Linked DNA regions of Mus musculus: region 1 is linked to region 2. The links are chromatin contacts, called in public HiChIP or PLAC-seq maps. All regions are on one chromosome and are shown on one strand. Each heading gives the region's core, a stretch centred on a gene start, on an enhancer-like site or on the middle of the called end of the contact. The rest is flanking DNA. Distances are from core to core; before and after follow the strand shown.

What was found. HiChIP or PLAC-seq counts read pairs in DNA pulled down with a chosen protein or histone mark.
Region 1: a contact with region 2 is called in an H3K27ac HiChIP or PLAC-seq map of extraembryonic endoderm stem cells, with 7 times the contacts expected there. The contact joins the enhancer-like site here to the promoter of Kcng1 in region 2. A contact is called at or near these places in 4 of 39 promoter capture datasets (the 3T3-L1 cell line, the HPC-7 cell line and liver) and 1 of 115 datasets of contacts at active chromatin or transcription factors (extraembryonic endoderm stem cells).

The regions. Positions count from the first base shown.
Region 1 is chr2:168,838,289-168,843,727 of GRCm38.p6, forward strand. No RefSeq gene overlaps it. Among named protein-coding and RNA genes, the nearest start is that of Gm25214, 41 kb to the right of the region's middle. Within about 2 kb of position 1,738, at least 43 of the 459 cell types and tissues checked have an H3K27ac peak or open chromatin away from gene starts, as enhancers often do. A contact at or near this core is called in extraembryonic endoderm stem cells, where this site is marked.
Region 2 is chr2:168,279,552-168,285,924 of GRCm38.p6, forward strand. It overlaps Kcng1 (potassium voltage-gated channel, subfamily G, member 1), which reads right to left and starts at 1,555. Exons shown (of 3, transcript NM_001081134.2): 1 at 1,327-1,555.

The sequences.
Region 1 (5,439 bases), core at 488-2,987, 560 kb after region 2:
CAGCCAGCGCCTTTATCCACTGAACCATCCCACCATCCCCCACAAAGTGTTTGATTTTGGCATTTGTGCATTTAAAATGCTGTAAAAGGGGCTAAGTAGCACACCACAACCTCGCTTTAGATTGGGGCGGGGCTAGGAAAGGCTGTGAGAACAGCCTTGGGCTCTGTATGTGTCTTCTGCTATTAAATATATTAAATGTATTTTCAAAGCTAGAGGAAGCAAGTGCAGGTTGGTGGGCGTTGAAATTCAATATTTTCCATACAAATGCATATCACTCTTCAAAAAAAAAAAAAGAAGGTAATTTTAGGCTTTCAAAATCCGTTCTTCGGGGCATAGCTACTGGTCCATTTGGGGCGCATTCATTTCCCCCAGTGTAAACCCAGCGGCACGTAGATGCCTGCATAGGGGAAGATGCGCTGTTGTTACACTAGACCCTTTTCAGCTTTAAAACGTGGACCTTCACCAAAAACTCTGACCTCCGTTCCCCCCTCCCATCCCGAGGCAGAGTGGGGACGAGGCATTGAATTACCAGCTTGTCACTGACGCCACGGGCTCTCTCAGTCCTTTGAACAGGAGCTGGGCTTAAGAAGAAAGTTTTTCTTAATAAGTAGCTGCTCCCGCTTTGATATGCACATCTGGATGCGAGGTCTTATCTGCAGCCAGCTAAGACTGCTTCCTGTGGGTAAATGATAAAAGAACAGCTCAAAATAACAAAAACGGAATAAAATGTGCCAGATGCCTCCGAAAAGCCGGACAATGTGAAGAAAGCAACTACTGACAATTGAAGCAATCATTTTAGAGGCCTACTGGCTCAAGATTTTTTTTTAAGGGATTAGGAAGAAGAGAAAGGGGGGGGGTGCCAACCTCGGCTGACAGGCATGGCTGTATTCTGTTGGAAATGAAGGGGGGGGGGGATAACGTGAAGCATGCTATCAATCACGTTGGGGGTTAATTTTGCTTCTGTCCTGGCCTGTTTCTGAAGCTTAAAAAAAAGAAAAAAGAAAAAAAAACTTCCCTTTTCTTTGTTGCTCTCTGTTTAAGCACAGTTAACTCTGAGGCCCCTAATCAATGATTCTGATTCACAAATTCTTTCAGGAATGACAAAGGATTTCACACAGACCGAAACCACCAAGAAGAGTGACCCTCTGGTGGGGCCAACTTCCACTTTCTCTCCGTTTGGTTTTAAAGAATAAGTTTTTCTTTACTCCGATTCCTTCCATAACGTTTTTTTTTTTCTTTTTTCTTGATTTCTTCACCATCTTTGTTAGAAAGATTCTTATGAAAACCTTATGATTATCTCAGCTTGGGGAAATTTTGAAGGAGCTTCGGTCCCCTCCTCCATGTGGACTGGTCTGATGTTTTCGGAGTTAGGGTGGAAGGGCAGGACTGTCTTAGATGACACACAAAATATGAGTCTAGCTCTCTTCTGTTCATTTCAAAGCTTGCTTTGTAAACACACGCTGGGGGCTTCAGTTACTCTGTGGCTGATTGTAACTGATACGTTAATAAGCAAATGAAACTTAGGGCTTTACACACATCACTCCTTAGAGAGGAAACTGAGGACGGGGTGGGGGAGGGGACCGGGAGGGCAGGCTGCCCCCCGCCCCCCAGCCTAACCAGATAACGCCTGCATGGATTCCACATTAACATACAGCAGGCATGGGAAAATGATAGACTCCTACACCACTGTCATAGCAACTGAAAAAATGGCTGCTTTAGAGGGGAGGGGGGAAGAGGGCCACAGGGAAAGAAAAGCCAAGGCCCGTCTCTTTTTTTCTGTTTGACATCTGTTGTTTAACATACAAAATTGTATTACCGTGATGAAGCCGCCGCCGCCGCCCGGCTGAAGCCTCGCCTAAGAGGGAAGAGAGTGTAGCCCCAGTTCTGAAGTAAGAGTGAGTCCCCGACATTTCCACCTAGAGCTCCCCCGCCCCCCAACATTCCAGGTGTGAAAAGCTTGGCGGGTGTAGGGAGCAGGGCAGGGAGGGGCCAGTAAGGCACACGCCGAGTCCCATCGGCCACCTTCATTTCTCCTCTTTAAAACAGATTTTGGATTTTTCTAAAATGCACATTTGAGAGGGCTTGTTGTCACCCACACAGCAAATCCCGAGAATACAGCTACGGTTTGTAAACACAGGTGCGGCCCAGGGTTTAAAATGCTTATTGCAGGACGGGAAGGGCTTGCCCCTCCCCCACAGATCCCAGGACCTTGCACCCATGAGGGACTCCAGCCGGAGAGGTGGCTTTTATTTCCTTCCTTCTGTGGCTCCTTCCCAAATTTGTATAAAGTGGCCACTCACATAGCAACGAAATGTTCCAAATGGGACTGGAAACTGATATTTGGGACTCCCAGTATTGATATAAAACTTTCATATCGCCCCAACCGTATTACCTGGAGGAGATTCCTTCTTTGCCGCATATATTAATGTATATTATATGTTTTTATATATTAATATATAATGTATATATTTCTTTTTCTTAACAATAAGTGACATGGGCTGGCCAGATGGCTCAGTGGGTAAATGTTCCTGTTGCCAAGGCTGATGTCTCCAGTTCGATTCCAGAAACCCACTCAAAGTGGAAGAAGAGAACTTACTTCCAAAAGCTGTCCCCTGACCTCCGAGTGTGCATGCACGCACGAATGCACACAGTCTCTCTAAATAAACGCATATATTAAAAAAAATAGAATTTTAAATGCAGCAATTCTTAATCGCAAGTGGGGGCTTACAAGGGTAAACAGCTCGCAGCAGGGGCTCAGAAACAGCTGTGGAAGATTGCTTGCATCTTCACAGCCAAGCTGAGGCTTTCCAGGAAGGCTGAGATTAAACCCCTTGATAGGGAAAGATCAGATAAGTCCAAACAAAGACCATTTATATAATTGCCATCGGTCACCAGCTAAGTTAGCATTTTAAGGTGGGGAAGAAGGAAAGAAAAAAAAGAAAGAAAGAAAGAAAGAAAGAAAGAAAAAGAAATACCCCAAGCCAGGGCCATCAGTTAGTGACCTCAATCTGTAATAACGGGGTCCTGACAAAGGCAGACTTGGGAGGGGAACGCAGAAGCCTACGAAATCGGAAGGTCGGAATGGAATTGTTTGTTTTTCCAAATTGTCGAGTAAAGTTACAAGAAGCCACCTGGGTAAAGCCACAGCCTGAATCTGAATCCGCAGATAAAGCATACAGGGGCTGCAGGGTGTCGCCAGTAGATTGGAGACTGGAAGGAGGAATTTACTTGTGGGGAGGGAAGGAGACCAAAGGACATTAGAGGATCAAACCTAGCTAGGAGGGACACGCTGGGTGCTAGGCGTGAAGACGCCTGCCTTCTCACCCTACAAGGGCTTTTCAGGAAAGGGCGTTGGCCAGCCTGCTCCATCCTAGCCTTGAATATTTTTTTGCTCCCTTTTTGTTTGTTTATTTTCTGCTTCAAGGTTACATCAGCATAGTCTTTGTCCCAAGGGCTCACGACTGTGATATTTGCAATTCTAGACTTTTTTTTCATTCTGTTTAGATTCCGGAAGGACGACTCACAGTTTTTGTTTTTTTACATTGTCATATTTATTGCACTCTAAACGAGGGAAGCCTTCCCAGGGGCCCTCAGACTCTCCGGGGATGGGGTGGGGGAGGGTAGAGTTCTCCCCGGGAACTTTTCCTATTCGAATCTTTTTTCTTCCTAAGTCTCATCCATGGGTTTTTGAAAACCTGAACACGCTCCCTAACAATCGTCCAATAAAGTGGATCCCGTATCATCCCGCACTGTGTGAGAGTCACCCAGTGAGTGCACAAAGTGGAAACTGGCTTCAGATTTTCTGACTCAAGCTCCAAAATACGAGATTTTAGACCAGTCGGGAAAGTATCTCAACAGCCAGGAAAAAAAAAAAAACAAAAAACAAAAAACAAAACAAACAAACAAAAAATCAAAACCGAGTACACGGAAGTATTGGGGATTAAAAAATAACAAGAATCCCTGATACACTGAAGGCGGCTTCCGATCCGACCAGCATCCGGGTCATACTACCCGTGAACAGCGCCTCCCCAGAGTTCAGCATCTGGCTCTTACACCTAAGTCCAGCTCTCTCTAGCTATGAAAATTGGGTCAGGCAGTGAGGGTCAAAGGCTCGGAGGGTAAAGACTCTTCCCGCTAAGCTTCATCACCTGACCTGGATCCCCGGGACCCGCATGGTGGAAAGAGAGAACCATGCCTTGCAAGTTGTCCGCTGAGGACACTGGTGAGGACCTGACTCACGTGTGCTCCAATGCACAAAGTGACTGTGGTTGGAGACAGACGTTTTAAGGAGAAAACTAAGGTTAAACCAATTATTTGATGGCTCCCAGAGCTCTAATTTGGGTCCCATCACCCCTCTTGGGCAGCGTACATTGCCCTCTTCTGGCATCCTCTGGCATTACATGCATGCGTGTGGAGTACATACATACACATATAAATAAAAATACAAAAATGTAAAACAGTTGCTTTTCTCACCACGGTCATGAAAATGCCTGACAGAAGCAATGGAGGGAGGAAGAGAGGGAGGGAGGGAGAGAGGGAGGGAGGGAGGGAGGGAGGGAGGGAGGGAGGGAGGGAGGATACATTTTGACTCATGGTTTCAGAGTGCATCGTGGTGGGGTGAGGGGTGAAAGAGTCTCGCTTGGTGGCAGCCGACCGGAGCAGCTGCTTGCTTGTCCACTTGGCAGCAGGCAGGACACCGGAACACTTAGGATCAGAACAGAGGGTGTGCTTCATTTTTAAAGAGCCACCCCTAGTGACCTGTTTCCATCACTTTAACCCTCCAAAATCACACCACTTGTCGGGGACTGAGTGATCAGAGCGTGTGCCTGTGGGGAGATACCTAGATTCAAAGTACAGCCCTGAGGTCAGAAGGCTGGGCTCTAAGCGACACACTGTTGCCTTTATCTGTCATTACTTCATTATTGATTTAGTTTTTAGGTTATCACACAGAGTAATGAGGTGCTTGTTTGTTTGTTTTTGTGGTGCCTTTAAAAGACAAAAAGGTGGTGGTGGCGGGGTGAGGATGGAGGGATGGCCCAGTGGTGAAGAGCATTTGCTGCGCTTACAGGGGACCCGAGTTTGGGTCCCAGAATCCATGTTGGACAATTCATAACAACATGTAACCCCTGCTCCAGGGGGACTCCATGGGCTCCAACTTGGCCTCAGTAGGCGTCTAGCTCAAGAACGCGCACTCGCGCCCGGGATCTTTCCCTGTAAGGGGATAGAGTTACACCATGCATGTTCTCTAGGCTAGTTCTCAGATGCAGGTACCAACTGTGGACAAAATTTGCACCCGATGCCACTGTTTTCTTCCCTTAGCAAGAACCCAAGGGTCGGGCTGGAGAGACGGCTAAGATCACTGGCTGCTCTTCCAGAGGTCCTGAGTTCAATTCCCAGCAACCACATGGTGGCTCACAACCATCTGTAATGGGATCCGAT
Region 2 (6,373 bases), core at 305-2,804:
CCTAATCTCCAGGAGTACCACTTAACCTGGTGATGTGTTTATTGATGAGACACCAGGCAGTGACTCTGAGTACCGTCATAGGTGTGTGTGTGTGTGTGTGTGTGTGTGTGTGTGTGTGCACGTTGGTGGAGGGTTGGGGGTGTCAAACAAACCCCAGCGAATATCTACCTAGATTTATAGTCTGGCAGGCCCTCCTTTCTCCAGCGAATCAGACCAATCCCTGCCCCCTCCTCTCACCTTCCTGTGGACTTAGCTCAGATGTCACCGAGGAGGGGTGAGTATGCGTTTGCCTCCCACCTATTATCTACTTGGGGAACTCAGGTGTTTAGCACCCCTTAAGTACCTCTGCATTGCAAGTGTTTAACAAAATGTGTGCCAAAGTGACAGCTTGGCCTCTAAGCCCCATCACTAGGAGGAGGCTGTGCTCACCTAACATTAGATGAACCTTCTCAGCCCTCATCATCACTCCCAGCCCCCACTAAAGAGCTTTTAAAAGCCCACTTCTTCCTCTCCAGGGATCGGACCCCCCACCCACCCAGGAATGAACGCATTAAGCACCAACCTTAAATCTGCTATACACATATGCTGTAGCGCGGGCCACCCTGGCAGGCTGTGCCCTTCTGAGGCAGGGCCTGAGAGTCTCAACCTCCCCCCCGCCCCCCCATCGCCAGAGTCCATTGTCCTGTCGCCACCTCGGCCATTGTTCAATCCAGGCTTGTTGAATAAATGACTGGATGAACACTGAGTGTTTGGCATAGTGAGATGCCCACAGCAGGTGCTCAACCAATTTTTGTACAACCCAGAGAATGAACGAGTTCGTCTCTTTTCCATCCACACCCAAAAACTATGAGCAAAGCCGGGCCACTTATCCCGGGTACACTGAGGTTAAGGAGACCTCTAACTTTCTTACTAGATGCTAAGGCCCGCGACCACTGAATAGTCACTAGGGCCTTGCACACAGTAGGCGGTCCATAAGCCTTCACTGAGTTCGTAATTAATGAATGACTTAAATGAGTCCCGCTGGTGGGGATGCTGCCTTCCGTGCCTATTGACAGTGAAAGACTTCCCCGCATTCCAACTCCTCCCGTGGGACCCCAAAAACCCTGCACGCAAAGTCAGAGCGCACTACGCATTCCGGGGACCCCTGGAAAGGATCCGTGGCCGGACCAAACTGCGGCCGCGTGGGTGCATGCCGCATCGCCCGGGCGGCCTCTCCGGGGCTCCTAGGTATCCGCAGAGGGTACCGGGGCCGCGGCCACGTGCAGAGCCCGGAGCGCCGCTTGCAGGAGCAGGGTCCCGCCAGGCTGCAGCCCGCGAAGTTCCCACCTTAAGTTCCCGTCGCGGCGTCCCCGCCTAGGAGCTAGCCGGGCCGCAGCTCTGTCTCCCGGCGCAGCGATGCCGGGGTGAGGATGCGAGAGGGGGCAGCAAGCGGCACGTGGGACCCGCTTGGCCTGCCGGGGCTGCCCGCAAACTTTGGCCCCAGGGCCGCTGTCCTGCGCGCTGGACCCCTGACCGTCCCGCCTCCGCCTCCTGGTGCCCGCCGGGCTGCAAGTGCGCCGGCAACGCGGCGCGGCAGCAGCTGAGGGAGGTGGCCGGGCAGGAGGCGGGACGGAGGGAGGGGACTGCGCGCGGGGCGGGGAGAGGGGCGGGCGGGGGGCGGGAGGATGGAGCCACCGCGGGACCCGCCACTGCGATGCCACGCACCCTGACCCGACCCAGAGTCCAGGTCCTAGCGGAACGCAGTGCTGCACTCTCCCCATCCTGCCCATAACCATCTCCTCCCATAATCATCTCCTGCGCCCTGCAGGCCCCTGCCTTCCGGTGGCGACCTTTTAAGTCCCAGCGCTGCTCCTCCCAGGGCTCCTGGCCTGAGGCGCATCCACTTCTCCAGTTTTCTCAGTGGTCGTGGGACGCTCTTCCACCCTAGGCTCAGCGAGTACCAGGACCCGAGCCTCATTCCCCACGTGAGTCGCTATCGTGGGAACGCCACCGAACCAGTCTTCTGTCCTTAGGTCCAACCTCACGCTGAACTGTCACGGACACTGCAGATGTCACGTCGGGGGTGGGGTGGGGTGGCCGCATTTTATGTGTGGCAGTCCGGGAGCCCCACACGCTCTCCACCTTACCATACCAGCCATACATGTGCCTTCTCCATTGGCGGCCTTGGGCTTTTCCTGCCCCTGCGGTCCAGGGCCTGCGCCACCTTTGCAGTGTCACCAAAGCCAAAGAATGAGCGCTCTGGGCCCCAGAATGACTCCTATGCTGTAGTTCCTCACTGTCCCGGGTGGGTCCCGGTCTGGCAGTCTCTGGGTCCTGTACTCAGTCAACAGCCTGGAGAGGACAGGGTGGATTCTGGAGGCCTCTGAGTTGGCAGAAGTTGCAGCAGGATTTGGGATTAGGTGGGAAAGCTGTCTGAGAAGAGAGGGAGTAACCTGCTTGGGGAAATTGATTGGTACTGTCCTTTCTCCTCCATCAGGGAAGCAGGAGAGACTCAGGAACCAAGCTCAGCGAGTGTGCCTCCTATGCCTGGGGCTTCTTTAACGAGTTGCTTAGGCTTGGCCCCGGGGGATGTAAGCTTTGGGTTCACTCAGCACGTGGGTGGAGACAGATGGCAGAGTCAGAGAGTCAGCTGAGGACCTGTCCCAAGAACTCTCAAGCTTCTGCAGCGTCTACACCAGGAGAAAGGGGGGCGGGAAGTGCAAGTAGAAGGGGAGGTGGGGGAGGGGCTCTTCAGATGGAACAAAGTCGACTCCAGATCAGGGCCAGGAACTGAGAGGACCTCATCTTTGGGAGATTTGCAAAGAGATCCCACTAAGGGGCAAACAAAGGCTTCTGAGATGCTGAGAGACACGGGGAGGCAGTGTGCCGGAGGGACATAAATAACAGAGGCCAACATAAAGGTTCTCGGTGGACTCTGGAGGCCAGTGCTCCCACGTCCCATGTTGAAAACATGGCTGGTCCTTGGTGCTCTGTTAGCATGAACAGAAGGACCCATACATCCATCTTTCTTGCTTTCTTCTGAGCCTCGGGTTCCAGAGCAAGGGCTGTGCTGTCTTCCTCTGGCCGGCAGCTTCCACATGGGAAAACTTAAGAGTAGCCTCTTCAGTGATTGTTGGAGGAAGCCAGCACTGTCCTATGACAGCAAGCCTACTACTGCTGTCCCCATGGAGGACGGCAGGACCAGGATGTGAGCAGAAGTTCTCAAAACCTTACTGTGGTCTGAGTCCTCTGGAGAATTCTTCAAACCCACTGGATCATACTTGTGACCCTTCCAGCAAGTTCCCTGGTCTGGGCTTTTTGAAGACTTCAGTTTATCCCAGCTCCATCTGGCCTCAGAGAGATACTTAGATGGGTTGTGAAGCCCAAGCTAGCCTAACTACTTTATCCTTGGGTCTGGGCCTATCGGAACTCGGGGCACCTGAGTCTGGTGTTGGGGTGACTTGAAGACAGAAAGCCCAGCACAACAGAGGCAAAGACTCCACCCTCCCCTGCCCTCTACCCCCGACCTCCACACAGTCTCAGACCCAGGCTGTTCTCAAGGGTGAATTTATGATCTTATCCCCTGCTGTGCTTCACCAAGTACAATAAAATCCTTCTAAATCCTTTTAAGGATTCCCTCTGCAGCTCTCTCTTGTGCCTCCTGCCAGATCTCCAGTTCTTATCTTCATTTTCCTCCCGAGAAGCATCCCTGGCCAAGTTGTCCTGTGGAGAAGGATGCTGAGGGTGCTGGGGTCGGCTTTCTGAAAAGATGAGGACCATCAGGCTTGCTGACACATGGGGTAGCCTGTGGGTAACAGGCTCGCACTTGATCTGTAGGCGGGCTATGGCACGGAGCCCTGCTTTATTTGTCTCTACTGGGTTAAGTTTTAAGAAGTTTGAAATTGATTGCTAACATTTAAAAATCACATTTCATATGACATTATTATTTTTTTTGAAAAGCTGGCAGATCTGGCTAGTATTTTTTTTTTTTTTTTTTGAGAAAGGGTTTCTTGTAACCCAAGCTAGCCTTGAACTTGCTATGTAGCTAAGGATGACCTTGAATTTCACACACTTCTATCACCCCCCTTCTAAGAGCTGGGATTATAGCTGTCCACCACTAAACTTTGTTTTTAATTTAATTAAAAACTTAATTTGTTTTAATTTTATAAAGATTATTGATCAGGATTTCCTGACCTTGAACTTGATACATCTGAGGATGCACTTGAACTCTTGACCCTCCTGCCTCCCTGGCCAGCAGTGCTAGTGAGGACCACGGTTTGTTTCTCAGCCTGCATCCCATCATGTAAGTCATTTAAGTTACTGCCAGATCCCCAGGAGCCAGAGCTGGTGCAGATCATCTTAGCAAACCTCCTAGATTCACATGGTAGATGGCAAAGCCGGATCTGAAGCCATGCCAGTCCGACCCCAAAGCCTAAACTCACCCTGAAACCAAACGCCATTCCCCTAGGGGCCGGAGGAGACTCATTAGAGCTGCCTCAGGACTTGCCTTAAAAGGGAGTTGCTGTCAGCGGGTCAAGTATGTTCTCCATCTTATCCACTACCCACTGTCAGCGAGTCACCAAGTCCCTGGTTGCTTTCCCGAGGCAGCTAGGGTTATCCACAGCTGTCTGAAGCTCTTACCTATCACCAGAGATAAAAACGTTTAGATTAGATTATAGCTGGGGAGTCTGAAGAGGTTAGCTAGGGAACTGGGCCATATCCCGGGACTTGAGGAGTGCAGCTTGTTATAGGGAAAGGACTGGAGTCAGGTCAGGGAGGAGAGCCAGGTACCTTTCTCTCTCAGGAGACCCCATCTTCTGGCCACTCTGTCCCCTTTCTGGGCCTCTGATTCTTGCCTGCCCTGCTCCTCTACCCAGAGTCTTCACCCCATGGATTTTCTTTGTCACCTTGAGACTCCTCATCCAGGAGTGGGGGTGAGCAGTGTGTGAGAATGGGCCACTCAAGGACAGGCCTGGATGTTTAGCACAACACTGATCATTTTGCATTAATTTTGATATTTTAAGATATTGTATCAAGATGTTATTAGTTCTCCTTAGTGACTTCTTTGGAAGAGCCTACAAGGTCACTCTTTCACCCCAGCTCCAGCCTGGGGCCCTTTTCTTCCTTCCTTCCTTTCTTTCTTTCTTTCTTTCTTTCTTTCTTTCTTTCTTTCTTTCTTTCTTTCTTCCTTCCTTCCTTCCTTCCTTCCTTCCTTCCTCTCTCTCTCTCTCTCTCTCTCTCTCTCTCTCTCTCTCTCTCTCTCTCTTTCTTTCTTTTTTTCTTGCGCCCTGGCTGTCCTGGAGCTTCCTGTGTAGACCAGTCTGGTTGGGAATACACAGAAGTCTGTCTGCATCAGCCTCCTGAGTGCTGGGATTAAAGGTGTGAACCACCATGCCCAGATACATATATGGAGAGAGAGAGAGAGAGAGAGAGAGAGAGAGAGAGAGAGAGAGAGAGAGAGAAGAAGAGAAAGAAGAGAAGAGAAGAGAAGAGAAGAGAAGAGAAGAGAAGAGAAGAAGAGATTGAAGTCATGGCTGTGGGTTTAGTTCTTTCAAAGCCTACCTTTAATAACGATTCTTAAATGCTTTAACCTCACTTCTAGCCCACCACTTAGCAGAGATAGTGGAAAAGAAAGGTTATTAGGATTCCGGGGGAGGTGAACCTGTTTAGAAATTGTTCTTTGAAGCAAATCCAATCTGTGTTGTCAGGAAATCAGCAGTTCAGTTCACAGGAATTAGCAGCGACAGCTTGATCCACTCACAAACACTTCAGGAATACACCAGCAGTTTAGAAGTGTCAGGACAGCAAACACGAATCAGCAGTGGTGGTGCAATCTAGCAGAGACAGCCAGGCTGACACAAGTCTGCAAGGGTGACCAGGACCATCAGGGACACCAGGAGAAGTTCTCTGCTACGCCTCTCTCAACAAAGTGAAGATCAGCGAAGACAAGAGACCAATGAAGAATTGCAAAGCTAGCCTTACAAGCATGCTGTCACTGTCCGTTGAGTCCTATTTATACTCCTTCCAAATATCACGTGTCCTCTCATGGGCTCCGCCTCATCAAAACACCGTGTGAGTCTGTCTTAGCAAAAGTCCACATGAGGCTGTCCAGAAACTTCCACTTCACTTTGCCAATCGGCCCAAGTCTGCGGAAGTGACAAGAAGTCACAGGATCCCCATGAGAAGTTCTTTGGCGAGTTTCTGTCTATGGCATCACCACAAGCGGAGCTCAGCAATGCAATGTAAGACAAACCAATGCATGCGTGTCGTTAGTGAAGAATCCTTCATCACGTGTCCTTTCACGCGCTTGCTTTAGCAGAACATCCTTTTGCCTTTGTCTGCTTCAGTGAAATGTTCCTTCACATGTCTGCTTTAGCAAAGCATCCTTTTACCT